3 separate regions of the Mus musculus genome follow, and regions 1 and 3 are each linked to region 2. The links are chromatin contacts, called in public ChIA-PET and Hi-C maps. All regions are on one chromosome and are shown on one strand. The core of a region is the stretch at or near the end of the contact, and the rest is flanking DNA. Distances in the headings are between cores, read along the strand shown. Region 1 has its middle 14 kb from the start of Gm35388. Region 2 has its middle 14 kb from the start of Gm35218. Region 3 has its middle 14 kb from the start of Gm35388.

Region 1 (4,648 bases), core at 92-2,591, 270 kb after region 2:
TACAGTGAATCTTTGCCTCTATCTGGAAGGCTCCGCCTCTGCTAGTCATGTGACTCCTCTCAGCTTCTTCAGGCTTTGTTCCCTGTCACCTTCTGGGTGAGGAATACTTTGATGAGCTTCCTAAAGTCACAATCAACCACTCTTTTCACTACCAAAGTTCTTTATTGGGCTCTAGTTTTCACACACATTAATGCCCAGTCATAGAACAAGCGGCTCATTGATCATTTAGTTATTTCCACAAAGCTGAAACATAACCTGTACGAAGTAGAAATTCCTTTCTTTGACCATTAAAGAGAGCCAATAGAAGGCACACAGTAAATATCTGTTGACTGGATAGATGAGAATGAATGGAAAGGGTTCTGTCCAGGTAAAAGTGGATTCTTAACAACAGGCATCTTTTAGGGGAAAACAATTCTCCTCCCCATGGCTTCTGAAGTTTTAATTCCATGGTCAATTTATTTCCAGGCCATATTCCCCCAAATCCAATTTAAGTTGGGATTTTCCCAAGTCAATTAGATGGGGCTTAAATTAGAAAAGGTATATAAATTCAGCTGACACTGCCCTTGGCACAGCCCAAGTGCCTGATAAATTATTTCTCCTCTTCTTTGCAATCACTAAAGGATTTGAATATCCTGAAGGAGTAGGTTGCAGATTTCTCTCATATGTGTTATATGAATGTGTGCGTGTGCGTGTGTGCGTGTGTGTGTGTGTGTGTGTGTGTGTGTGTGTGTGTGTGTGTGTGTGTGTGTGTGTATTGACAGAAACAAATGGTCTGGGGCCACACACACTGAGCCAGGAGCTGCCCTTCCAGTCTTGTGGATAAGTAATGATGTAGCAATGTGGTGACCTTATGGAGTAACAGTGTTACAACAATGAGTGATACATTTCTGCCTTCCGCAGGCAACAATCTTCTCTCAGTTTGTAACTATGTGTTACAATTTGTAACTATTTGTAACTACTGACCTCCCTTCCTTGCCTCTCAGTAGCCTCTGGAAATCTGTGTGATTGCACCACACAAACATAAGAAGACCCAGAGGAAATAAAAGCCAGATCGAGTTCACCATCACATACTGCACCACCACTATCTATTCACAGGTTGGTTCAATCTTATCATAGGGACTTAGCTTTCTAGATACCAATGAAGTCACTTGGCAGTGTCTACCCTTACTGCAGAGGCACATGTATTTCTTAAAGCAGAACCTGGGTGCTGACATTTGCCCCCACACGGCTTTCTCTTTTCTTTTTTTGACTTTGCAATGAAATCATAATTCATTTCTCTGCAGGGCACCTTCCAGTAAGTTTGTGGCTATAACATCGGTGAAATACAAACCACATCCTGGAGTCTCTAGAAGAAGTAAGAACCCACTTGAAAATGTCTAGAGGGGAGGTTGGAGGTGGCTCAGTGGTTAGGATCTGAGTTTGGATTGCCATTGTCCACGTAAAAGCTGACAACAGCAGCGCACCCCAGCACAGGCAGGTTCCAGGGGCTCACTGGCCAGCCAGTCTCGTCAAAACAGTGAGCTCCAGGTTCAGTGAGAGACCCCCATCTCTTTGTCAGGTATAGAAGCAATTGAGAAAAATGCCCAAACATCATCAAACTCTGGCTTCTTCAGTCACCTGTGTGGGCAAGCACACGGGCATGTACATGAGTGTGCACATATGCATGTACATGCACACACACACACACACCTGCATGCATGCATGCATACGTACATATGTACATACATACATAAAAGAAAACTAAAGAGACAGAAATTGCAAGTGAGAAGGCCTCTTACTCTTCTATACACAGTATCTCATTTCATTCACTCAAGAGATGAGTGTCACAAAGATATAGATAAGAAAACTATCAAAAACTTATTTTCAGAAAGTGAAACTAGGTCACTGTGTCTACCAGGGTAAATTCCCACAAACCTGGCTTAAAGAGACAGAGGCTCATCCTCTTGCCATTCTGGAAACCTGATCCTGGTTTCCAAAAGCCTGGATCCTAGCATCAAAGTTTTGTCTCAACAGAATCATTCATTCACTTTCACTCATTCATTTAACAAATATTTACCGAATGTCTTCCATGCATTACAAGGACTGGAAGTTTCTGGGAGCTCCTGAAAGAGTCCCTCCTTGCATCTCTCCTAGTCACTAGCCAGCAATCCCCAGTGTCCTGTGTTCCAATCTCAACCTTGCTGTATAGCACAGCCTTCTATTAGCTTATTAAGATACTACTCATTGAGTTTATAGCAAAAAAAAAAAAAGAAAGAAAGAAAGAAAGAAAGAAAGAAAGAAAAAAAACTCTAAGCTAGTCACATCTGTGTTGATTGTTTTTTGTCAACATAGCTAGTGTCATTTGGGAAGAAGAACCTCAATTTTAAAACTCCCTCCATAAGATTGGCCTGTGAGCATGTCCATGGGTTATTTCTTTTCTTGATTAATGATGGATGTCAGTGGTGCTGTCCCTGGGCTGGTGGTCCTGGGTTCTATAAGAAAGCAGGCTGTGCAAGCTATGTAGAGCAAGCCAGTAGGCAGCACCCCTCTGTGGTCTGTGTTTCAGTTCCTGCCTCCAGGCTCCTGCCCTCGGAGATGGAGTATGGCTTAGTTTGTAAAATGAAACAATTCCTTTCCACGCCTAAGCTGATTTTGTTCAGTGTTTTACCACATCAAGAGAAAACGAATGAGGACAACCGTCTGACCCCACAACCTCCTTACATCTCCAAAGACCCTATTTACCTAATAAGGTCATATTCTTAGGATAAGGACTCGGGCATGTCATGGGGCCATACAACCCACTGTAGCCACTAAGAAGGTGGGAAACCCAGAACTCAGACTCCGCTCTGAGTGCAACATTCTAAGTACACATAGCCTCCCCTGGTTCTCCCAGGAGAGTAGGACAAGCCACTCTGGAGTGTCACTGGCCTGGGGACAAGTGCTTCTTCCCATGTCATCTTTCCCTGAGAGAAAAGTCTGGTTTCCCTTAATTGACCTAGATTCAAATGGAATGTAAAAGTCTCTCTCATAGATGCCCCATTATAACCTTCCTAGGAAAGTATGTGGGTGGCTGTCCTAATGCACTGTTACTCTAAGTTGAAGCAGTCCTGAGAATTGTCACACCCTGCATCAGAGCTTCCAGGAACACATTGCATTTATAAGGATAGAAGGATAGTGTTTAGGAGTTGTATGCTGCACCCACCCATAATGTCAAAATCCTCTTTAACTGTGAGAATGTTACGGAGTGCTATACAGTAGGAAGTAACTCAGTAAGTCTGGGTTGTCAAGCCCTGGACAGCTCAGAAAAAAAATGTATGGCCCTTTTCTGCTCCTGGGAGCTAACAATACAATTTTGGTATACTGTGCCTGAAAAGTGTCTGTTTCCCCGGGAGCCTAGGGCCCACAGATACTTGATGCTAAGACTGGGATTGATTCTTAGAGCCTTGGACCATGAGGTTAACCATGGTGTCTGCAGGGGCTGAGTAAGGGCAATCATATTAGCAGTGTGCCATGTCCGAACACTCCCTACCTTAAAAACAAGATCTGTGTGCTAGAGAAATGGTTCAGTGGTTACAAGCACTTACTGCTCATACAGAGGACCCAAGTTCAGTTCCCAGCACCCACATTAGTCAGCACACAACCACTTGTAACTCCAGCTCCATGAGATGTGATGTCCTCTTATGGCTTCCAGGGGTGCTGTACTCATGTGCACATACTCACACATAGACACACAATTAAAAATAAAATATCGTTTTAAAGAAAATCTGGAGACCATGGCTCAGGTGAACTTCCCTCTTGGCAATACTTTCCATGTCGTTTACACATTGTTGTGGGGAGAATTAAGCCTCACCCACATTTCTTCGCTAAAGAAAGAATTGGAAGGTAGTGGCCCTTCCCTCTTTTCTGCTGCTGATATTAATCGGTATTTTTTTTTCTGCTCTAACAAACCATAACCACTGCTATGCAGGTAACCAGCTGCATTCTGATGGGACCTGAGACCTAATCCCCAGGAGACAATTTGCATCTAGTTCTGTAAACCTGGTCAAAACTCCATGGCTTGGGAGGTCATAGAACCCAGGAAAGAATCTATTCAGGCTGTTACACTAAATGGTCATGTTGTTAAAACACCTTCTAAGCATGTAAATGTATGTATACCCACTGATTGCTGCTGTCAACCTTGGTCAGAAAAGCATCTTTCCATGGTGATGCACTTAATTCAGTGGTGGTTTGAATGAAAAAGACCCTCATAGACTCATAGAGGTGTGGCCTTGCTGGTGTGAATGTATCACAGGAGATGAGTTTTGAGGTTTCAGAAACTCAAGCCAGGCCTAGTGTCACTCTCTCTCCCTGCTGCCTGTGGATCCTGATGTAGAACTCTCAACTCCCTCTCCAGCACCATGTCTGCCTGCATGCTGTCATGTTTCCCACCATGATAACAGACTAAACCTCTGAAAGTGTAAGCCAGCCCCAATAAAATGTTTGCCTTTATTAGAGTTGCCGTGGTCATGGTGACGCTTGACAGCAATGAAACCCAAACCAAGATAGCTATAATCCTAGAGGACACAGCAGTCCAGAGAGCCTATCTCAGGAAGTTACACTCAGGAAAAAGGCTCCTCACCCACTGCACAGCCTTTGGGAAAGTGGAACTTCAAGGTAGCAGTGAATAGAG
Region 2 (4,044 bases), core at 874-3,373:
GGAACAGTGATTCTTAAACTCTGGATGGGAAAGTGACACCTGGAGAATTGGTACAACAGGGTTTGCTGGGCCCTACCCAGACTCCAGAGTTTCTGATTCTCTATCGTGGGGTTGGAGCCTGAGATCACACATCTCTGACAGCTCCTCTGAGTGAAACAGATGTTGCTGCCGTGGAGTCACACTTGTAGAACACCCAATCTGAAGAACGGGTTGCTGTTTAGGAGGGCCACACATTGGTACCACAGGCCACTGAAAGCAGGAAGTGAGCTGGGACACAGCCATGTAGGGTGGTTAGCATCAGCCATGAAGAGGAATACAGCCGGTCTCCTAGCTGAGCCCAAGTGCAGCTTTCGAGTCTCCTGTCATAGCTGGTATTTCTTGATTGTGGCTTTGGGTGTACGGCAGGTGCCCATTCATTGTCTGGTGACTCTAGCGTCGCTCAGGAGTTCCAGAGATCAAGGAGTCTGTAAAGGTGCAAAATCAACAGGCATGACTCCTGAAGGTTCTCTTATCTGACACTTTTAGAGAACAAGATGACGTTTCCAACTAACTAAAGTCAGGAGCTCCCTAGGGGATGAGGCTATCCTAAGATAACCACGCTTGAAAGCATCACCCCACCACGATCTGTACGTCTTCCCTTGGGTTATCCTTATTCAAAACAGAAACTTGAAAACTGAATTTCCATGATGCTCCAAAATGCCTGCTATGGGGGTCTAGGGCCACTGTGCCCTTCACCCTACTTAAACACAAGATCTGTACGCAGTTTATCATTTAAAGCACAGGCCTCATTTTGCCTTAGTCATTTTAGACTTAATGTAATAGAGGTTTATTTTATGTTCACATAATAGCATTAGTGCAGTTGTATGTCAAATAGGGGCAGTGGTAGGAATACATGTGTATGTTGTTCAGGGATTCAGTCTAATGGTGGCACTGCCATTTTTAATATCAAGCTTGCAAGGCTGCTCCTGAATGTTGACATCCAGGAAGCAGAGGAATAAAGTGCATGGATTGTTATGGAGCCTCGGGCTGGTGAACTAAAACTTCCTTTGGCTAAGGTTTAATCATACAGGCACAACAAATTACAAAGGGTGCCTGTGAAGGTGGGTGGATAGAAATACAGACCTTGGCTCGGCACTCACTTTTCAGTGACAACTCTTTGCTAAAATGGGGGAAAGCACAAGAAACCAGGGAGATAGCTTAGTGGGTAGAAGTTGTTGAAAGCATCAGGACTTGAGTTCAAATCCCTATTGCCTACATAAAAAGGGGGGGCATGGTTGGGTATGCTGTAACACCATGCTTGGGAGGTGAGGACAGGCAGATCCTCTGGCCAGCCTCAATAAAATAATAATAAGCTTCAGGTTCAGTGAGCAACCCTGCCTCAAAAAACAAGATGGAGTACAAAAGAAGAAACCCCAGTGTCCACACAGGGCCGGCCACACAGGGGCATGCGCACTCTCACACACATATCATATGCACGTATGCTACACCCAAACACCCTATACACACACACTCCCTGTTAAAGAAAGGGGAAGCTAAACATCTATGTCCTGAGTGGAAATCTTCAAATGTATGCTTTCTCATCAAATCAAATGTAACGTTTCCTCTCCATGCTGGATTGCTGGCCTTCCCCTTTGAAGATTGCTAGCACTCCCCTCAGCCACGCATCTTCTAGCTTTCCTTTCTTCTAATCTCTCTGAGAAGAGTCATTAACCTCTCTTGAATACAGTAAGAAATAAAGGTCTGTGCAAGCATTGCAGGAGTCCAGGTGTGCTACCGAGGCAAGTGAACACGTTTCGTAAAATCTATTTTTGTTGTTCTGACGCTTCCTGATCACTTCCTGTTTCTTTTCTTTCTTTCTTTTTTTTTTCTGTTCTGAGAGATGCATCTGGAGAACTCTGTTGTTTTAACTACGAAGCCTCATTTCAGCAAACCTGAGCTGATCTCAAGGCATACAGCAAGGGCCTCGTAACAAAACCTTAACTTTTCCACAACTCCAATTTCCCGAAGGAGCATCCGTATGTACACAGCACCTTTGTGTGTGTGGCCCGTTTTATTCATCTTAGCTCACTTACAGAGATGAATTTAGAAGACAGCCACTCTCTCTCCTGCTCCCCTTCATCTTTCCTGTGTGTATCTAGAACCAGGAAATGAGAGAATGAATCTTAGTGGAGTCCTGCTTGGTTTCATATCTGGTCGAGTTTTCAGTCAAGGGAACAAAAGAAACAAACCTTCTGGGAGACAAAGATCGGTCTTTGTTTTAGTTGTTATTTAAAGGCCTTTAATAATCAGCATGATGAAATTTTCTAGCTAGTGTTATTTGTTTATACATAAAATTTCCTCAGAGTTGAGACACAATTTAATACCAGGAAAACAAACAGTAAAGCCCTGTCCTGCCGGGTCCTGTGAGTTTGAGTGTGTATGTTAGCTGCCTACACATTGCACTGCCTGTGACTTCAAAGGGTTCAGATGACAGGAAGGGAAAGACTCGTGTTCTCTATCAGGTATTCTTAGAAATGCCAACTCATTTTTCTAGAGTATATATAGCACAAGTTAACAAGAAAATGAATCACTTCCAGGACTGTGTGGGGACTGTGACATTGTAGTAACACAGCTTACTTAAGAAATTCGAAAACAACATCCTGAGTTATTAAAGCTATGAGTAGATTACTGAAGGGAGACCACAAAGCAGGCTCAGCCTCAACTGAGTTGAGAGCTGTCAACAAAATTCACTGGACTTTGTTAAGCATAGTGGTTACTGTGTCTAATGGTAATTTTAGGTTATTAAAAGTGGGGATGGGCTAGGGTGGGGATACTCATTGCCACATGTGATTCTGTTTTGTCATGGTCTGTCATGAGTTTCTAAACTTCTGGTAAGTATCAAGCCTGGCCTAATACTCTCAAAGAGAATCAGAGCTGGGTACTGGTCAATTTGGTTACAAAAATCTATTCAACAAACCCTTTGATCTACATTGCTATTGCCTGCAAAACATGCTAGAGCAAAAGTGACCCCAAGTTTTGGGGAATAACCAACCTATGTATTATTTGACTTAAGGACAATTCCACAAGGTGTAACCTATAAAACACACATACACACAGGACCTGGTGCTGACTCATGTAGCAGTGTAGACACTACTTGGATGAACAAGTACAGAGACTACATAGCTCAGAAACCTTGGGTAAAAAAATCACATATATTTGTGTGTGTGTGTGTGTGTGTGTGTGTTAATTAGTGATAAAATGACTCCTGATGATATTCTGTTATAGTCATAGATCAATGTTTTCGTTCAGGTGTCATCACAGAAGCTTCCTTCTAGAACAGATGGGAACAAATACCAAAGACCTACAGCCAGACATTACACACAGAGACCTTGGAACATTCTGCAGTACAAGGGTTGTCTCTATCAAATCCCTCCCCTCAGAACTCTGGGAACCCTGTAGTAGAGGAGGAAGAAAAGAGGAGGAGGAACGAGTGTAGGAGCCAGAGGGGATGGAGGACCCCAGGAGAACAAGGCCCTCTGAATCAACTGAGCAAAGTCTCTATGAACTCACAGAGGCTGAAACAGCAAGCGCAGGGCCTACACAGGTCTGCACCAGATCCTCTGTGTGTATATTATGGCTTTCAGTTTAGTGTTTTGGGGTCTCCTGGGTGTGTGAAAGAATGCATCTCTGATTCTTGTGCCTTCTCTTGGACTCTTTTCCTCCCGTTAGGTTTTGTTGTTGAACTTCCATATGATGGTCTTTGTTTTATCTGATATTTTATTTTGTTCGGTTTTGTTGTTATCTTTTAGAAGCCTGTTCTTTTCTAAATGAGGGACAGAAAGAGAGTGATATAGATGGGAGAGGATGTGGGAGAGGGGAAACCATAAGCATGATATAGTGAATGAGAAAAGAATCTACCTTTAATAAAAGAGTTGAATAAAATATTTTATTAAATTTGAATAATAAAATGTTTGAATAGAAATTATTCAACAATAAAAAAACCTAGGACACTAGGAGAAAAGATGCAGCACAGAAGTGATTTCGAATTCTAATTGGTGTCTTAGT
Region 3 (4,215 bases), core at 1,228-3,727, 300 kb after region 2:
ACAAATCCTGCAACTTACAACATGATTGGACTGCTACAATTTGCATTTTGTAGCCCTTTTCTGTCACTGGGAGAATATAAAGTCAACATTACTGGCAGATAATAGAACAATAGGCAAACCAATGTGAGACATACTATATCTCATAGCCACGGAGGCTAGCCATGAAAAGCCTGCTTGCTCTAGTTCTTGGAGGAAGGAATATTTTAGGGGCTTTCTTTGTGTCCATTGAACTATTTCTTTCAGTCTTCGCAGAAATCATGAGAGCGGATATCTTTTTTTAATTTATTTATTGTTATATGTATCTACACTATAGCTGTCTTCAGACACACCAGAAGAGGGAGTCAGATCTCATTACAGATGGTTGTGAGCCACCATGTGGTTGCTGGGATTTGAACTCAGGGCCTTCGGAAGAGCAGTCAGTGCTCTTAACCACTGAGCCATCTCACCAGCCCTGAGGGCGGATATTTTTATTCAGATTTTACAGATAGGGACAGAACACTGTGGTGCAGAAACTCAGAAGTACAGGGTCCTGAACATGGTTGCACCACCAGCAAGGGCTGTCTCACACCCGAGCTGTGGTTTTTCACTCTCCCAGACTAATAACTAAAAGATACCCACAATGCTAACTAAGTTCTTCCACCATCCACAGTCCTCAAGCCAAATGGTCCAGCATTCAGGCATGGCCACTGAACCTTGACTGGGAGCAAAGGGAAGTTTCTCTGCAGAACCTAGCACAATGTTTTCCTCGTCCTTTCTAAGATACCCCAGTGCTGCTGTCGCTGATCCAGACAGCTCATCCACTTGTTGTCTACCAACAGCATCATCATGACCTTTACAGGCAAACACCAGAGCTGAGGGAGTTTGCAGAAAAGTTATCTTAGAAATGCTTTAGGGCTGCAAAGATAGTTCAGTTGATAAAGTGCTTGCCTTGCAAACATGAGAATCTGAGTTCAATCAACCTCCCTCCCCAGGACCCACGTAAAACTCCAGTGCATGATGGTGTGGGTTTAATCCCAGCCATGGGAAGGAAGAAATGGACACATTCCAGGGGTTTGTTGGCTAGCCAGCCTGAAGGACTTGTTAAGTTCCTGGCCAGTGAGAGACCTTATGTCATTTTTAAAGAGAAAGGAAACAAAAGCAAAATAAGGTGAGTTGGGTATGGTTGGCACACACCCTTAATCCCAGCATTTGGAAGGCAGAGGTAGGTGGATCTCTGAGTTCCAAGCCAGGCTGATCTACAGATGAGTTTCGGGACAACCAGAGCTATACAGAGAAACCTGTCTCAAAAACAAAACAAAATAATAACAAAAACGGCAAAAATTTTAAAAAATTTAAAATTTAAAATAAACCTAAGGTGAGCAGCTGCCTGAGAACTAGTGGAAGCGTGACAGGTTTTCTGGTCTTCACATGCATGCATGCACATAAACTTGTACCTGCCACACACACACACACACACACACACACACGCACACGCACACACACACGCACACGCACACGCACACGCACACACACACATCTATGCATACACATGAAGAAAAGAAAATACTTTAAAAATCCCTTCTATATAAACACCGTTGGGGCTGGGGACCATATTTGAGCCACTACAAGAGAGACATAGTTGCATAAATGCCTATAATCTCAGCACTTAGGAGGCTGGGGCAGGATGTCTCCTGAGAGGCTCTGCCAGAGCAGATGTTTGCAGCCAACCATCAGACTAAGCACGGAGACCCCAATGGAGGATTAGGGGAAGGACTGAAGGAGCTGAAGGGGTTTGCAGCCCCATAGGAAGAACAACAATATTAACCAACCAGACACCCCCCCCAGCCCCCAAGATCTCCCAGGGACTAAACCACCAACCAAAGAATACACATGATGGGGCTCATGGCTCCAGCTGCATAAGTAGCAGAGGAAGGCCTTATCTTACATCGATGGGAGGGGAAGCCCTTGGTCCTGTGCAGGCTTAATGCCCTAGCATAAGGGGATGCTAGGGTGATGAAGTGGGAGTGGGTGGGTGAGCACCCTCATAGAAACAGGGGGACGGGGAGGGGATAGGGGGGTTTACAGAGGGGAAACCAGGAAGGGGGATAACATTTGAAATGTATATAAGTAAAATAACCAATTTTTTTTTTGTTTTTTACAAAAAGAAAGCTTAAGGCCAGTCTGGGCCATAAAGGAAACCCTGTCTAAAATGAAAATAAATTGAGAGAGATGAGGGAAAGAGGGAGAGAAGGGAAGACAGATAGAGGGAGAAGGAAGGGGAGATGGGAGCAGAGAAAAGCTTTTTAAAAGGTAGAGTCACAGAGAACAGTCCAGCATTTGCTCCCTTCCTGCAGTCATGTGTCTGAGCACTGATACTCCTCACTTGCGTGCCAGGGAGCTGCTTCAAAAATGAAACCAGAAGACTCTTAGCCTGCAGGTGGCTCTGGTAGCCAGAAACAGATGTACGTTCTACAAGGACAGAGAAGTAGGGCAGCATATTTTTTTTTCCAAAACAAAGACTGAGGAAACCACAGCTGCAGTTGGTGGGCAGGCGGCATCCTGGTTCTGAGTTTGCAGCGCCCGAAGGAGGAGTTTTGAGGCCAGAGGAGAGGCGGGGTCACCCAGGAGCCCCCGCATTGTCAAGATTTCAGAGACGTTTCTCAAAGATAAGCGCATTATTATTTTTTTCTAAAAGGAAATACATAAAACTTGGGGTTGAAATTAAAGACTAATGTTTTCTCCCACAATCACATTAATCTCTCTCTCTCTCTCTCTCTCTCTCTCTCTCTCTCTCTCTCTCTCTCTCTCTCAAAGTTGAAAATAAAGAACCATGGTGTTTTGATCTCTGTGCTGTATGCAATGGCAGACATATGCTGGCAAGTTTAAGATGCCTTTTCAGCTACAAATATTAATCACATAGCCGCCTGGCCATGATGGTGCTGGTCTGACGTTCCATAGCCTGGGAGGCTGAAACAGCAGGAATATAAATTCAAGGCCACCTGGATACAGAGCAGGTTACAGGGCAGCCTGAAGCACAAGAAACCTATCCCATTTTGGTGATATCTGCCTCACAGGAAACATAGAGAATTATGCCTTTATTATCTTGCCTTGTCCTGTGAGACAATAAATCCCATTCTCCAAAGACTTACACACATTGGATCCCTACTGCCTCCTTGTGGAATCCCATCAGATGTCCCTGGCTTTTCTAGATTGTCAGATCCCAAGATGGAAGCAGGAATCTGAACCCTGGGCTCCAGGCTTTGTCTGCCAGCACGTTGGAAAAGCAGGGAGCCAGATCCCAGCCCAGACTTCACAAATCCGAACGCTGCATTTATGAACCCCTAGTCTTCACTGTCCTGATGGATTTGAGATAGGTCACCAACTTGTATGAATTAGGGCAGAGTCAGAGTGAGTCTTGGGGCTCTTGTCCTCTTTTGTGAAATGAGGGCATATTGGAGTTCATAGGCTAAAATCAAGGTGTCTGCAGGGCCAGAAAGCCCTGGAAGATAGTGTGTTTTCTTGCCTGCATTTCAGAATCAGCAAAGGCCAGTCATGTGTTCACTCCATGTCACTCCACCCTAACCTCCTCCCTTCAGGCTGTTTTCTGTTGGTATGAACACCCATGAATTTGATTTGAAAAGAGAGGATTCATCTAGGTTTTTCAGTTCTGGGCGCTGCAAATCGAAAATCAGGGAGCCACATCTGGAGAGGCCTGTGCCCTTTTGGTAAGCCAGCCATGATGACACGCATCTCTAGCTGAGAGACCTTTGTGTATAAATCCATTGTAGTTGCTAAATCACAGCCTCATTATGTAGTTCTAGAATCCACCGATGCCATGTATCTGAATTCTCTCTTATGGATCACCTCATATGACCATCTACCGTCTGTTCATTTACTCGTTCGTCCACTCTGTGGTGATTAATCTTCATTGTCATTTCAGCTGGACTTAGAACCACCTACCACTAGACATGTCTATGAGGATGTTTCCAGAACAGGTTGACTGAAGAGGGAGGACCCAGCCCCACTGAGTGGTACTGTTTAATTGGCTCAGGTCCCAGATTGAATAAAGGAGAAGGCGGTCTGAGAGACAGGAATTCTCTCCTCTTTGCTTCCTAACTGCAGAAGCGATGTGGGAGGGGCTGCCTCATGCTCCTCCCACCACGGTACCACGGAGAGAAGGACAGGTACCCTCAAACTTTGAGCTGTGGTAAACACTTACTTACTTAAGGAGATTCT

Evidence for each region. A called contact is a pair of places that touch in the nucleus more often than the background predicts. ChIA-PET counts read pairs in DNA pulled down with a chosen protein or histone mark.
Region 1: a contact with region 2 is called in a Hi-C map of Th1 cells, with 5 times the contacts expected there. The contact joins two enhancer-like sites. A contact is called at or near these places in 7 of 484 Hi-C or Micro-C datasets (CD8 T cells, Th1 cells, Th2 cells and 4 more) and 2 of 115 datasets of contacts at active chromatin or transcription factors (CD8 T cells and memory CD8 T cells).
Region 3: an RNA polymerase II ChIA-PET map of memory CD8 T cells shows a contact between it and region 2, with 59 read pairs. The contact joins two enhancer-like sites. A contact is called at or near these places in 1 of 39 promoter capture datasets (stem cell-derived epiblast-like cells), 1 of 484 Hi-C or Micro-C datasets (cortical neurons) and 2 of 115 datasets of contacts at active chromatin or transcription factors (bone marrow-derived macrophages and memory CD8 T cells).

What each region holds. Positions count from the first base shown.
Region 1 is chr14:73,086,575-73,091,222 of GRCm38.p6, forward strand. No RefSeq gene overlaps it. Among named protein-coding and RNA genes, the nearest start is that of Gm35388, 14 kb to the right of the region's middle. Within about 2 kb of position 1,342, at least 35 of the 459 cell types and tissues checked have an H3K27ac peak or open chromatin away from gene starts, as enhancers often do. A contact at or near this core is called in CD8 T cells, Th1 cells, Th2 cells and 2 more, where this site is marked.
Region 2 is chr14:72,819,923-72,823,966 of GRCm38.p6, forward strand. No RefSeq gene overlaps it. Among named protein-coding and RNA genes, the nearest start is that of Gm35218, 14 kb to the left of the region's middle. Within about 2 kb of position 2,124, at least 66 of the 459 cell types and tissues checked have an H3K27ac peak or open chromatin away from gene starts, as enhancers often do. A contact at or near this core is called in CD8 T cells, Th1 cells, Th2 cells and 3 more, where this site is marked.
Region 3 is chr14:73,114,669-73,118,883 of GRCm38.p6, forward strand. No RefSeq gene overlaps it. Among named protein-coding and RNA genes, the nearest start is that of Gm35388, 14 kb to the left of the region's middle. Within about 2 kb of position 2,478, at least 152 of the 459 cell types and tissues checked have an H3K27ac peak or open chromatin away from gene starts, as enhancers often do. A contact at or near this core is called in bone marrow-derived macrophages and memory CD8 T cells, where this site is marked.